Linked DNA regions of Mus musculus: all the other regions are linked to region 1. The links are chromatin contacts, called in public promoter capture Hi-C and targeted proximity ligation maps. All regions are on one chromosome and are shown on one strand. The core of a region is the stretch at or near the end of the contact, and the rest is flanking DNA. Distances in the headings are between cores, read along the strand shown. Region 1 holds the start of Kif20b (kinesin family member 20B). Region 2 overlaps Stambpl1 (STAM binding protein like 1). Region 3 holds the start of Acta2 (actin, alpha 2, smooth muscle, aorta). Region 4 holds the start of Ankrd22 (ankyrin repeat domain 22). Region 5 holds the start of Stambpl1 (STAM binding protein like 1).

Region 1 (2,700 bases), core at 104-2,603:
GTAGGAGATATAAATTCTGTATCAAGATCGAAAAACACTAAGGTTGTCAAGCTAGTGTTCCAAAAATCCTTCTAATTAAGTGCAATAGCTGAAAATATGATCACAGAAAAGCTAAGGTAACAAAACTTCTTCAACTGATTTTAAATCCCGGTTCCATTTACTTTTCTTCCCCCCCCCCCCCCGAGACAGGGTTTCTCTGTGTAGTCCTGACTGTCCTGGAACTCACTCTGTAGACCAGGCTGGCCTCGAACTCAGAAATCCGCCTGCCACTGCCTCCCAAGTGCTGGGATTAAAGGCATGTGCCACTATCCGGCTTTTTTGTTTTTTAAAAGATTTATATGAGTACACTGTTGCTGTCCTCAGACACACCAGAAGAGGGCGTTGGATCACTTTACAGATGGTTGTTAACCACCATGTGGTTTGCTGGGAATTGAACTCAGGACCTCTGGAAGAGGTCAGTGTTCTTAACCACTAAGCCATCTCTCCAACCCTCCATTTACGTTTGTGCCCATTACTTATTTAGAATGTATTAAATGGGACGGTAGCAATACCTACTTTAAAGGGTTCTTAGCACCAGTCAGACAATCCATTTTATAAAGGTAGTGCCAGCGGAAGCATAAGGTAAATGCTCAATTTACGTTAGCATTATTTTTATTCAAAGTGAAAGTCTAGCCTCAATAGTAAATTCTCGTCATATGAATGTATTAGTAAATTAGCCCTGCACTCAGAGGGTTACTTTAGGGAAGCGGAGAAGGACACATGGGCACTTACATTTTGGGGCACTGCACAGTGCCTCTCAGCGGTAGCTGATTTATGCTTTCAGAAACATCAAAAAGGGGGTATAAAAAGATGAAGGATATGCTCCTAAAATGTATTTTGAGGAAAACGTGTTTCATCCAAGAGGGCCGTCATCGACAAGAAGAATCACTTAAAGAGGGGAGTTAACTTGGTCCCAGGTCGCAAGTCCTTTCTGCCCCGGGGAATGACAGGACTCTGAGGTGTAATAGGAGGAATAGTTTGCCATTCCTCCGCTCCTGGGGGCATCGCGGGAGGCAGTGCGGAGACAGCGGCCTCAGCAAGGCTCGTCATCATGCGGGTCTAGGACGGAACCTGAGACCTGAGTACCGAACAGGTATCGTTAGGGTCAAACCTAATATGGCCCCGAGAAACTCCCAGCTAGGTAGCCCACGAGCGTTGCTACTGCCCCATCGGTCGCCCGGAGCACCGAGTCCCGCCCCCCAGACTTGAAAGCCTTTTCCGGAGGCGGGGGCGAAACTCGGCCGCGAGCGGGTCCAGCCCCCAGGGCTCGCCGGAAGCCCCGCCCACTCCCAGGGTTCAGCGCGGCGCCGAGCCGCCATTGTTTGAATTTGAAAACCGGGAGGAAGTGGAATTCTGCAGGTGGGGAGGCGTGCAGGGACCAGCGATTGCAGTAAGTGAGGAGCTGACGATTTTGGGGGCTCCGAGGGTGGCTGCTTGCACAGAGGGCACGAAGCTGCGACGCCTCGGCCGTGTCAGCGTTGTCGGGGCTCGTGATGCCCGTAGTCTAGGTGCGGGGCTGCTGAAGGTGGGGCTGAGCTTCAGGGAGTTAAGCGAGTTAAGCCTTGAGGCGGAAGACTTCGGTCTGTCTAGGCCTCGGTTTCCTGGTCCGGTAAAGGAGGTACACTTTAGATTCACAGACACTAGTTTTATTAGACACAAAAAGATTTGCCACGTCTGGTTGCCTGAATTCGGGAGGTGAGCAGTTGTTTTGTCACGTGACAAGATCTCTTTCTAGGTTGAGTCCAGTGGGGGCTTTTTTTAAAAAAAAATGTCACATTACTTTGTGGCTAGAAAAGAAGCATATTTGGGTTTTATGTGTATATAAAGGAAATTGAAGTGAGTCAGTTTTAGTCCAGTACTACTTCCGTTGGTCTGTATTTTGAGCCTGTCGTGAAGAGTAAACAAATTTAGATGATTGTCTTTCTACTTAAATAGGGAATCCCGGTGCTAGGTGCTTTAGACTGTTAAATCTGTTTCTTTGAAAAATTAGGAGAGAGGCGACCTTTTCTCTCTGGTATTGTGCATCTGGTAGATGCTTGCTTTCTTTCTTTCTTTTTATTTTTCGAGACAGGGTTTCTCTGTGTAGCCCTGGCTGTCCAGGAACTCACTCTGTAGACCAGGCTGGCCTCGAACTCTGAAATCCGCCTGCCTCTGCCTCTCAAATGCTAGGATTAAAGGCGTGAGCCACTACTGCCCGGCGTGATAGATTCTTAGAAAAAAATTTTTTTAAAGATTTATTTATTTATTATATGTGTGTACACTGTAGCTGTCTTCAAATACTCCAGAAGAGGGCATCAGATTTTTGTGACAGATGGTTGTGAGCCACCATGTGGTTGCTGGGATTTGAACTCAGGACCTTTGGAGGAGCAGTCGGTGCTCTCAACCGCTGAGCCATCTCACCAGCCCCCTTAGAAAATTTTAAATGTTAATTTTTTGGGGGGTGGAGGGTTAGGTTTATCCTATAGGGATTTGATGTGCAATTCAGATTTAATAGTTCAGTGATGGCATTATTCCATATTCACATTCAACCTTGTGATGTGTCAGTTAGTGATTTTCATTGTCGTCATCATCATTATTATTGGAGATTCTGGCTGTGGTACCTCAGGTACCCAGAGTTGCATCCTACTGGGCTAGGACCCAATTCTCTTATTTTAAATGTAA
Region 2 (2,700 bases), core at 9-2,508, 700 kb before region 1:
ACTTGTAGGTTTGTAGCCTTCTGTGTGGCCCTGTCCTTCGAGGACGTGACTACGAGAGCCATCTTTGCAAGGTTTAAAAATAGAGTTTTACAGTTTTGCTCACAAAAGTGGGAAATGTTAACCTGTGAGGCTAGATTCTAGGAGCATAGATCCTCTGGAAAAAATACCAGAGGCGATTTCAGAGGGTATCATCGCGTTTGAGCTCCTTTACAGATAAAAGTTGGACGCTTGCCGTGTGTGGTAACAACTGAGAAAAGTCCTCCATGTTCAGCACTGAGCTGTTGCTTGGGCACGGTCCTTGTGTGTCTGTGTTCTTAAGCTGCTTGTGTTTCTCACTTTTCCGCTACAGCCTGTCAGAACTGACAGCTTTCCTACCCGTATCCCAGAAGAACAGTGTGTTGGAGAGGAAGAATCAGGACTTTTCCCCCCATTAATATGTTTATTTATTCACTTTACTTCCTGGTCACAGCCCTCCCCTCCCTTCTTTCCTCCCAGTCACACCCTCACAAATCCCTCCCTCCATTTTCCCCTCCTCTTCTCGGCAGAGAAGGGGGAGCCTCCCTTGTGTTCTACCCCACCCAGAGATATCAAGGCCCAACCAGGCAGTTCAGCTAGGGGAAGGGAATCTGATGGCAGGTGACAGAATCCAAAACAGTCCCTGCTCCTGTTGTTGGGGAACCCATATGAAGACCAAGGTGCATATCTGCTACAAATGTGTAGGGGAGCCTAGGTCTCTGCATGCTCTTTGGTGGTTCAGTGACTCTGACCCTCCCCCAACCCTCCACCCATGGGCCCATGTTAGTGGACTCTGTAGGTCTACCTGTGGTGACCTACAGGTAGCTCACCTGCTCCTCCTGGCTCACTCAGTCCTATACCCATCCCCACTTCCACACGAGTCTCCAAGCTCCACCTGATGTATGGGTCTCTGGATCTGTTTCCATCCACTGCTGAATGAAACCTCTCAGGAGAAAGTTATGGTTGGCTTCTGTAACAGGACTTTGGGATCATGTCTATTTGCTTGGTAGCCCAGAGAAGTCCCTAAAAGTGAATATAGGTATACTACATAATCTCTTTGGCCCTCATTTATGTATGTCCTCAGCCTATCATGGCGACCTGATAAATGAAAGCTGTTAATTTTTTCATATTGTACAGCTCTCATGCAGTCAGCCAGACTTGCTGCGAGTTCATGAGTGCATCTGTCATGACCAGTAGACCCTCTTTTGCATTTCTTTGATCTCTGACTCTTATCTCTTCCTGCCTCCTCTTCCACTATGGTTCCTGAACCATGGAGGACACGCCATAGACACTTACTCTCTGCACTTTGCCCACTTGGGAGTTTTGTGCATTAACTGCCATCCACTGCACAAATAAACGTCTTTGTTATGGTCTAAGAGCTGCCCAAGTCTATAGGTATTTAAGGGGCAGATTGATGCTCTGTTTAGCAAAATAATAATCGTAAGTCCTATGAACTCCCAACCATTGGTTCTTGGCCACTACCAGGTTTGCATTTCTTTGTGGAGCAGACCTTAAATTCAATGAGAAAAGTAGTTGGTTACGTCCGTAACATTGATGACACTCTTGTACCCACAGGCATGTCTTGCCATCTTGATCATTACTGTAGCTCACAGGGTTCATAACTGGTAACTCTGTTGATGACCTTTCTCCATCGGCAGCCTGAATAGTACCTTACACAGAAAGGAGGAACTTTTTTTCCCCATGTATTATGAACAGAATATATAGTGTCTCCAGCAATAGGGTCTCACTATCAAGTTCCAGTGGGAAATCAAGAACAAAAGCAATAGACTGGGTTGTATAGGACGTCTCCAGGACATCCCAAACAATGGCAGTAGCCTGTAGTGTATAGGAAGTCTCTGGAGTACCCTAGCAGTAGCCTGTGTTATCTAGGAGGTCTCCAGGACACCACTAATCAACAACTTAAGAGAATGTATGATACACTTGGCACTGGGATATTTATCTGACAACTTCTGCCTTCTGGGAAAAGCATTATTCATTGGATAAGATAACTTTCAAACTTCTTGCTAGTTTTCTCTCCTTACCCTGTTCGCTGCTCCTGCTTCCCCCACCCTCTCTCCTCTCTCATTATTCTCCTCCCTTTATACCCCCTGAGCCATACTATCCTCTGCTGCCTTAAGATCTCTTTTTACCCTTTCCATCTATGGCTCCTTTCTTGTTTACTAGCTTCTACGTGCACCTCAAGTTAAATACAAAAATCTAAAGATTTGATGCGAGGATCCATGTATGACTGAGGACATGCCACATTTGTCTTTCTGGGTCTTGGTTATGTCACTCGTTATGTTTCCCAGTCTCGTTCATTTACCTGAAATTTTCATAATTTATTTTTCCAGATGGATAAAATTCTATTCATCATCCACTCATTGACTGGTGGGACCTAGGCTCTTTCTATATCCTAGCTATTGTGAATAGAACAATGAACAAGCAGTGTCCCTGGAGTAGGAAAGAGAGTAGCTTGGGTATATGCCCAAAGTGATGTGTCTAGGTCATAGAGTTGATCTGTACCGGTTTGTACTGTGACCAACAGTGCGGGAGGCTTCCCTTTTCCCTGCATCGTTCCCAGCATTTGGTTTCTTTTGTGTTTTAAATCTCACCCATTCTGACCAGAGTACAGTGAAATACCAGAGTAGTTTTATCTGTAATTCCCTGATGGCTAAGGATGGTAGG
Region 3 (2,700 bases), core at 35-2,534, 670 kb before region 1:
AGGAAAAAATACTGTCAAATTCCGTAAAGATGTATTTCTATTTCATCAAAAATATCCAGGAAAAAATTGTCTTATTAAGCTCTGAAAGGAGCGTTGTCACTGGAGAAGAAGTCTGTGTGTTTCCAGAGGACGCAGCCGCTGTGGTTTGCAACTCTTATCTAACCTGAATGAGCAGCTCGGTTTGAAGCGGGGAGCATTTCCTAATTAGGTAAAACACACTGGGCTCCAGCCTCTGCTTTTGGAACTGCACCGGGGCGGGGAGTTTGGTGCAGCCCAGTGGAGCTCATCTGGTGCCAAAAATGAATTGTTGGGGGGAGGGGGGAGGGGAGGAAAGGACAGTACCCTTCCCAGCTTATGAGTCTCAAATGCAAACCATATTTAGTCATGAATCACAAAACAGGAGGAAAATCTTATCGAGAAAACTCCATTCCCTGATGAAGCTACCGAGCCCTGAGTTACAATGTGGGGTGGCAAGGCTGGTTCCACAGATACTTAAGCGGCTGAGGGACACGTGAGGCAGAGAAATGCAAATCAGATCTCCCCTGGATGAGACACTTCCTCCTTTCTTTGCAGAAAGTAGAAAAGCTATGCTATGCTGCAAATGACCAATGGCATAGGTCTGACTTGTAAGGGCACCAACACACTCACAAGATACACATTTCCAGCATAGGACACCAGCTCTTAGAGCCCCGGAAACCCAGAAGCAATGCGTCCACTCAGCCAACATCAGAGAGCAGGCAACTACCTCAGTTCATTCCTGATATTCACTTCCAGTTACCTCAGCTGCACTAAATACCTCATGCTACATCATGATACATCCAAAAGTTTCCAACTTTTGCCTAAGTAGAAACAAACGTATAATTTACCACATACAGCTAGACTCCACCCCTACAGTACGCTGCGGGATCAGAGCAGTTGGTTTAGTGTAAACAGGTTTTGCAGATGACACACATGAACAAACTTTAATTTTCTATCCATTTCCTTTTCCAGTAAATCAAGCGTTGTTTCCAGTAAATCAGCCCTATTCGGATGTAAAATCATGCAAGCTAAAAAGCTACAATCATTTTAACAGTATAAATCTTTATTCAAAAATTCAAAACACGTGAGTCATTCAGATTCCCACAGACAATGTCTGGCTACATTGGATGATAAAAGAGCCTGGGAAAACTCGAAGTCATATCCCTGGGCTGGGGCTACTTACCCTGACAGCGACTGGCTGGGCTTCTCCACTCTGGGTGGGTGGTGTCCCGGGAGGCTGAACGCTGAAGGGTTATATAGCCCCTTGCTCTGATCCCCTCCCACTCGCTTCCCAAACAAGGAGCAAAGACGGGCTGAAGCTGGCCGTTCACTCTAACACAACCATATAGGGACCTCAGCACAAAACTCTCTAATCTGGGTGGCCAGAGGCCTGGGTCTCTTCCACTGCATTCCTCTGTTCTGCTCCCGAAACAGGAGGCAGCTCAGCTGCTTATGGGGATAAACATCCTAAGCCCTCAGAACAACTGCTCAAATGCCCAGACACTGGGCTAGTGTCATGGGACAGACGCAGGCACGGTTTGCACATTCCTCAGAAGATGCCAGCCCCTGTCTGGCTAGTCTTTTGGGCCATTAGCTGAGGACTTGGATAAGGAAGGGCCTGTCTCTGACTAGCTGCGATTTTTAAGCAACACTGTTGCAAAAGGTAGCCTAGATCAAAAGATGCTTCGAGTCACCCATAAATATGCAGAGGAGTCATGTTTTTATGGAAGCTACATTGTACTTATACATTGTGTCTTTGTGTTGTAGTAATGAAACCAGGAACTGAAGTATGTAGTGAGGATTAACCAGCCTGTGTTGCCCAAAGAGTAACTTAGAAGTCAGAATCACTGTAACTGCTTTAACCCTTAACATTCCGCATGTTGCTGGCTTTTTACTGACCCTTAACAGCATGATTAAGGACCATCCTTTGCCCACAGAGATCACCAGTCACCCTGTCATAAAAAAATAAAAAAAAAAAACTTTGTAAAAGAAATTTGAAATGTTGAAATGAAGCCTGCTCACTCTCCTCCATGACTATGAGCCCACTGGACAGAAACAGAGATCAAGTGACCTCAAGTGACCCTATCATTCTTCAAAGGCATCAGATCGTTGGCTTTGATGGACAGTCAGTGACTTTACATTTCTGTACTTTCCTCCTGCAAGCCAAGGTTCTGATTCCATTCACGATAGAGATATTTTGGATGGATTCTGGGAGTGCTTCTGAACTGTGCACATGTTAGGGAAACCCCAGGGTGAATGGCAGCAGCTGTCCACTCACGCTCCCACGGCTCATGCACTTGTTTTATGGTGTCCACCTGAGCGCATGCATAGTTTTCTTTGAGAAATTACACTGGTGACTCTTAGGAGAATCTAATAGTTGCTAAACAATGATGTGGTTTCTTTGTGTTGCTCAAGAGTTTTCTACTCTGTATCTGGTTTCTATCGACTAAGAAATACATTGTCTGCTCAAATACAGAGATCGCATAGTATAAGACAGAGTAGGACATTTATGATTAATCCAATGGGTCCTTATCATAGGCATCGTGTAAAGCAAAATTCCATGTTTTGCTTTGGTTTTGGTTTTGGTTTTTACTTTAGTCCCAGGCACGGATCTCTGTGTTGATGTCTTGCTTCAGGAGTGTTAGAGTGTTGTCTTGGTCACTTCACGAGCTGGCAATTCCT
Region 4 (2,700 bases), core at 20-2,519, 760 kb before region 1:
CACATGTTCATTGGAAGCAGGCACCAAACAACCACCTTTCATGCTAGCAGATCCAAATCAATGAGGCTCCCTTGAGCTTAGAGAATGGAATGCTGATTAGCAAGTTAATTATGTCAGACAAGGAGTAAGTTATGAATAATAATAATGATAATAATAATAATGAGAGGAGAAGAAGAAGAAGAAGAAGAAGAAGGAGAAGGAGAAGGAGAAGGAGAAGGAGAAGGAGAAGGAGAAGGAGAAGGAGAAGAAGGAGAAGAAGAAGAAGAAGAAGAAGAAGAAGAAGAAGAAGAAGAAGAAGAAGAAGAAGAAGAACCACTACCACAACAACATTACTGTGCCTCTGATACTCTTATTCAAACATCACCCTTTGAAACATTGAAAATGTATTTGATTGTAGTAAGCTATGTTCAATGTAGAAAAATGTCCTGACAGCTATCAAGAGGAAATAGTCCAGATATCAAAGCGGTACTTCCTGTCATTGTGTCTATACGGTGATAACCTATATTAATAATTGCCAAAGGTGAACTTCCTTCCACATAATAAGCTTCAAGGTGTTGTTGTAGTCATGGGTTCCATGAAAAGCTTGCCAATCATTTGGCTTTTTAGAAAATCCAATTAGGTATGAGTTTCTCTTGCCCTCGTGTATTTCACTGAGACACAATATAGCTACAGCCCCGTTTTTCGGTATCACCTCTGCAATTAGGATGTCAGAAAATATGTATCCCATCACTCTCAACTTGAGTCTAGCTAAAACTTATTATTTCAGTCTAACTTGTGTTAAGATACCAAAACAAACAAAGCAAAACAAAAAATAAACCCTAAATATCTTAGGATCACAAGAGATCTTTCCTGACTTAATACTCACAAGGAACACTAAATAGAATTGAAAATAAGTCATGATAACAGGGATAGACAATTAATCGTGGAAAAACAAAAGAAATTTTTAGCCCCTTCGGACTCCTATGTTCAGAATTATGACTTACCTCAGAATATAGGATTCCCATCCCGGTCCTTCCTGGATTCGCACCCTCTCTACAATGCAGTAGTGAATCTTCTAGAGGCGTTTCTAATTAATATTAAATTTCTTCCAGGAAAATAAGGTCCCTGGAAGTCCAAGCTGGTGGCGAGCCCTCTCTTTCCACACCTGGGAATGCCTTTTCAGCAGTCTGTGACAGCAACACACCTTGTAGAGAGACAGGCTATGAAGAGAAGGCATTGGCTTACAGGTAATGATCCCAGCTGTATCACTGTTACAGCCAGGGGAACCGGTTTCTGAGTCATGTACCTCTGCCAGTGGAGGCGGCAGTAAAAAAGGAAGCACAGGTGGGGTGCTGGGAGGAGGAACTTCTTAGGCCAGCAGGAAGAGTTCAAAACAGGACTCTGTACTTACGCAATTTCTGAATTGAAATCCAGCATTCAGTGGCCATCATAGTCAGCCAACTCATTAGTGAGAGTCACGGGATCTAGTTAGGTAAATAATCCTTAAAGTCATGGCTAGCAAGTTACACCTTTCCCCCAGACACTTAAAGGGCCCTGTAAGTTAATAAATTAAACTTAACTTAATAGTTTTTTTAATTATTTTAATTGATGTGTGGTAATTATACACATGTATTCAGTATTATATGATAATTCAAAAAGTATTATATATAATGGTCAAGTGAGAGTAATTAGCATTTCTATATGTTTTAATGTCATTCTTCTGAGAACCTTCAAAGTCCTCTCTCATACTTTTTTTATAAGTAAAAAAGATGCAAAGTAGATCACTCTGAGGTGCTGTGGAGCACCAGGCCTGACTCCTGCTATATCTGTTGTGGTACCTGTGACTCAGCCTCCTCCGCTGCCACTAGCACCTTCTGTGCCTGCAGTCATCGCTACTATAATCTCTTATCGTGGTGCTGTAGGGAACAGCTGAAACCCTGCTCAAAGTTCTTTTGTGTTGTGTGACACTTGTTTTATTCAGACCGTGCCTTGCCCTGACAGATTTCAGTTTACAAGCAACATTTGACTCCATTGTGAGAATGGCGGATGACTGTTCATCTTGCTGGACACAGGAGCAACAGCAGCTGTCTGACATGACCTGAGAGGCCCTAACTGAAAAGTAGTTTACTCCTTAAAGGAGGAAAGGCACATTGGTCGCTGTGAACTGGGATCGCAGAAACACATGGGCATATTATGATCATGATCGGAGGAGTAGGTTGGGGACTTAGCAGACACTCCAAACTGAGGAATGGATGCTACACTCTCACCTGGATGGATGGTGATGCCTCAAAGAGCATCCATCTGACCTCCTGCCCTGTTTATGAAGAGACCAATGGAAACAGAACTCTTGATTGTCCCCAGGACATCACCTTAGCTCACTCCTTATTATTGATGCAGACAACAGCAAATTTCTATCCACTCATCTCCCTATCATTAGTGTGGGCCTACTCCTACCTTTTGCTCTCCCGACTCTGTGGCCTAGGTCCCATGTCTCATCTCTGAAGCTCTACTCCAACCCTATAGCCTATATCTACCACCACCACAGGGTCTTCCTGTATAGACTATCTGATGGCAGTTTTCAAACTTCTAACTCATTGAACAGCCTTTTAAACTATCCATAGTCATTCTGTAAACTACATATACACATATCATATATGTGACATATCATGTGTGATCTGAGGATATTAATAATTAAGATTACTCCAATTTGTGCTTGTCACA
Region 5 (2,700 bases), core at 148-2,647, 730 kb before region 1:
GTGAATTAAACAGCTCAGAAAGTGGCAGAGTCTGGGTTGCAAGTTTGGTTTCCAAAGGAAAAACCAACCAAGACAGCCAGTGTGTCTCACCCCACTGTAGTGTTTTCTTCCACTTGGAGCTGGGTTCCCACCGAAGCTGGAAACCCCCAGCTCATCAACAGTGACAGTGTTCTTAAAATGTTGGCGAGTTGGTACTGCTCCCTCGAAGAAGCAGCTTTTGAGGTCTTCTTACTTAAGAGTTTCAATCACTGTGACAAAGCAGCAAGACAAAAATCAACTTAGGGAGGAAAGGGCTTATTTCACTACCACAGTGCAGTCCATTCTTGAAGGATGTCAAGGCAGAAACTCAAGCAGGATTAGAATCTGGAAGCAGGGCCTGATGTAGAAGCCATCGCGGGGAGTTGGGGGAGAAAGAGAAACCCCCCCTGGCCCCCTAGAGTGCTGCTTACTGACTTGCTCCCCTTGGCTTGCTCGGCTTTCTTACAGCACCTAGGATCACCTGTCGAGGAGTGGCACCACCCACAATGTGCTGGTACCCTCCCACACTAATTACTAATTAAGAAGACGCCCTACAGGCTTGCCTAAGGCCCCCCATATTGTGAAGGCATTTTCTCAAATCAGGTTCTCTCTTCTCAGATGGCTCTATCTTGTGTCAAGTTTCTATAAAACTTGCTAGCACGGATGTCAAATCAGAATGGATTCTTCCAGCTCCCTTCATCCTTTCTCCCCTTCCTCCACACTCTCCACGCTAACAGCATGCCTTCCACTACTACGCAGCTGATTTAAAACTCGCAGATAAATAATTTTACTTGTCTCTGTCTTACTCATGGAAAACATATAAGATGCAGCTTTTGTATACGGGACTGTAGTGAATATGAATCGTTGCGTGCACTGTGTCTGGCTCAGGTCTATGGCCATATTAAAGACACTGCATTATAATGGTGACACTATAGTAATGGTAAGGAGCTAACCGTTTGTATTTTCCTAGTTCAAGAAGGTGGGGAGAGGGGGAGTGTTTCACGGCGGCAGCGCTTAGTCACGGTTAAATCTCAAAATGGGATTCCTACATAAGCTGTAATCCTATAGCTAAACCATTACATTGGCAAATTCAGCTTCATGACAGCTTGCGTGCTCTGCAGTTTTTGGAGTCGCCCAGCCATTTTCCCAGCTTCTAGGCCAAGTTGATAATTCACTGGGCTGTCCAGGTGGTCCAACCTAGGGCAACGAGTATGCAGGTAGACCGGGGGTTAAATCACAAGCAGCCATTTCCATCTGGCCATAGGCCCTCCGCAGGGACCCGCCACCCCAGAGGTTTTTTTGCAGCACGTGGGAAGCTGTGGCTACAGAGGGGGCGGAGGCAGAGGCGGAGGCCGCACCCAGGGGCCGGGGAAGGGGGAGGGGGCGGACCATCGCTGTGACAATTTCATTCCCTACGTTGCTGCGGCAGAGATTCAGAGGCCATTGGCCTGTGCGTTGTTTTGCAAGGGAGCTGGGGCTGTCCCGCCAGACAGAAGAGAGAGTCCAAGCCACGGAAGGCATCAGAGCTCGACCGACCAAGAGCAAAGAGAACCCAGAGGCCCGGACTAGACCAGCCTGGGAGCGACTCACAGCCTGGTGCCACCGTCACCAAGCGCCGGTGCCTTGCGGAGCAGCCGCTGCCGCCCGGGCTGCAGAGGCCACACGGATGCCCGAGCCACGCGGCCCGCGCAGGGACAGTCGTCGCAGTCGTCATCCCACACAAGCTCCGGACGCGCACGACTGCTGGTGAGTGGCCCCACACGTGTGCCCGCTGGCCCCGAGGTGAGTGGTGATGACGAGTGGCTTCCTGTCGCCCTGCGGTCCCCGCCCCCACGCGCCCCTATCCCGCTCTAGGGTTAGCTTCTTCTCGCCCAGGAAGGCGGAGGCTGTGGTTCCTGGTCTCTTGGCCCTGGGGCGGTGACCTGGACCCGGCTGCGCGTGCTTTTCTGGTTCATACTTGGAATGCATCCTTGCAGATGATGTCAGGATTCCAAGAGCCCACCTCACTGGTTTTGCGTGGGGCTCCACGTCGGCTGCGCGGGATGTCAAGGAGGGAGGGGCGAGAAACTGGTAAAAGCACCTTCATACTAGAGGGTAAGGGGAGGAAAGGACTTTCTAGATGTTGCATTGATGCCCTTTAGCCTCGTGAGACATATTCTCTTACTGGAATAACTTGATTGCTCGCTGGAAGCCTCAAGGGAAATGCGCAAAAAGATGCAATGCTATTAAAACATAATTTTCCAGAACTCGTCGAAATAACTGCTGACAGTCTAGAGTCCGAAGTGCTGTGGTTAATTGAAATGTAAAAGAAAAAGAAAAAAAAAATGAAGGAGTAATTCAAGAAACAGAATCTAATTTAGAGGATTGGGGAAAAAAAAATCTCTAGGTTGTGTGAGGGGGAGGGGCCTGTCTGTCTTCCCGAAACGAGTGTTTGGTCACTAGTAAGCCCTAGTGAGCACGCTGCTTTCCAGACATCCTGCTAGCCACGAAAATTAAACGAAGTCTTGAGTTTCAAAAGTGTCTCCAGAAATAAGGTTAATCTGAGCTTCTGTCAAGGTCAATACCGACTCCTGAGAGCAGACAAAAATTAACACTTGAATGTTTGACTTCCGGTTTCAATTTGTAAGTAGTACTTGTTTCCAGACCCGTTTCCATGGGCAGTTTTTTTGTATTTCTGACAGA

What was found. Promoter capture Hi-C pulls out the DNA fragments that hold promoters and counts their contacts.
Region 2: a contact with region 1 is called in a promoter capture Hi-C map of pre-B cells, with 3 times the contacts expected there. A contact is called at or near these places in 5 of 39 promoter capture datasets (cranial neural crest, liver, neutrophils and 1 more) and 3 of 484 Hi-C or Micro-C datasets (the 63-12 cell line, cerebral cortex and pro-B cells).
Region 3: a promoter capture Hi-C map of liver shows a contact between it and region 1, with 4 times the contacts expected there. A contact is called at or near these places in 9 of 39 promoter capture datasets (the 3T3-L1 cell line, the C10 cell line, cranial neural crest and 4 more), 4 of 484 Hi-C or Micro-C datasets (cortical neurons, embryonic fibroblasts, gonadal supporting cells and 1 more), 2 of 130 datasets of targeted methods (astrocytes and large pre-B cells) and 1 of 9 other capture datasets (liver).
Region 4: a contact with region 1 is called in a promoter capture Hi-C map of liver, with 3 times the contacts expected there. A contact is called at or near these places in 8 of 39 promoter capture datasets (the 3T3-L1 cell line, 3T3-L1-derived adipocytes, the C10 cell line and 3 more).
Region 5: a targeted proximity ligation map of astrocytes shows a contact between it and region 1, with 4 times the contacts expected there. A contact is called at or near these places in 8 of 39 promoter capture datasets (the 3T3-L1 cell line, hippocampal neurons, liver and 3 more), 2 of 484 Hi-C or Micro-C datasets (B cells and CD4 T cells) and 2 of 130 datasets of targeted methods (astrocytes and memory CD8 T cells).

The regions. Positions count from the first base shown.
Region 1 is chr19:34,921,005-34,923,704 of GRCm38.p6, forward strand. It overlaps Kif20b (kinesin family member 20B), which reads left to right and starts at 1,354. Exons shown (of 32, transcript NM_001362434.1): 1 at 1,354-1,429.
Region 2 is chr19:34,220,368-34,223,067 of GRCm38.p6, forward strand. The region is part of intron 2 of Stambpl1 (STAM binding protein like 1); the gene reads left to right. Among named protein-coding and RNA genes, the nearest start is that of Stambpl1, 29 kb to the left of the region's middle.
Region 3 is chr19:34,254,089-34,256,788 of GRCm38.p6, forward strand. Acta2 (actin, alpha 2, smooth muscle, aorta) reads right to left here and starts at 1,285. Exons shown (of 9, transcript NM_007392.3): 1 at 1,202-1,285. Gm31355 (a long non-coding RNA gene) reads right to left here. Exons shown (of 4, transcript XR_386664.1): 4 at 2,548-2,698.
Region 4 is chr19:34,164,772-34,167,471 of GRCm38.p6, forward strand. Ankrd22 (ankyrin repeat domain 22) reads right to left here and starts at 1,270. Exons shown (of 6, transcript NM_024204.6): 1 at 984-1,270. The coding sequence starts at 1,004.
Region 5 is chr19:34,190,832-34,193,531 of GRCm38.p6, forward strand. Stambpl1 (STAM binding protein like 1) reads left to right here and starts at 1,398. Exons shown (of 11, transcript NM_029682.5): 1 at 1,398-1,800.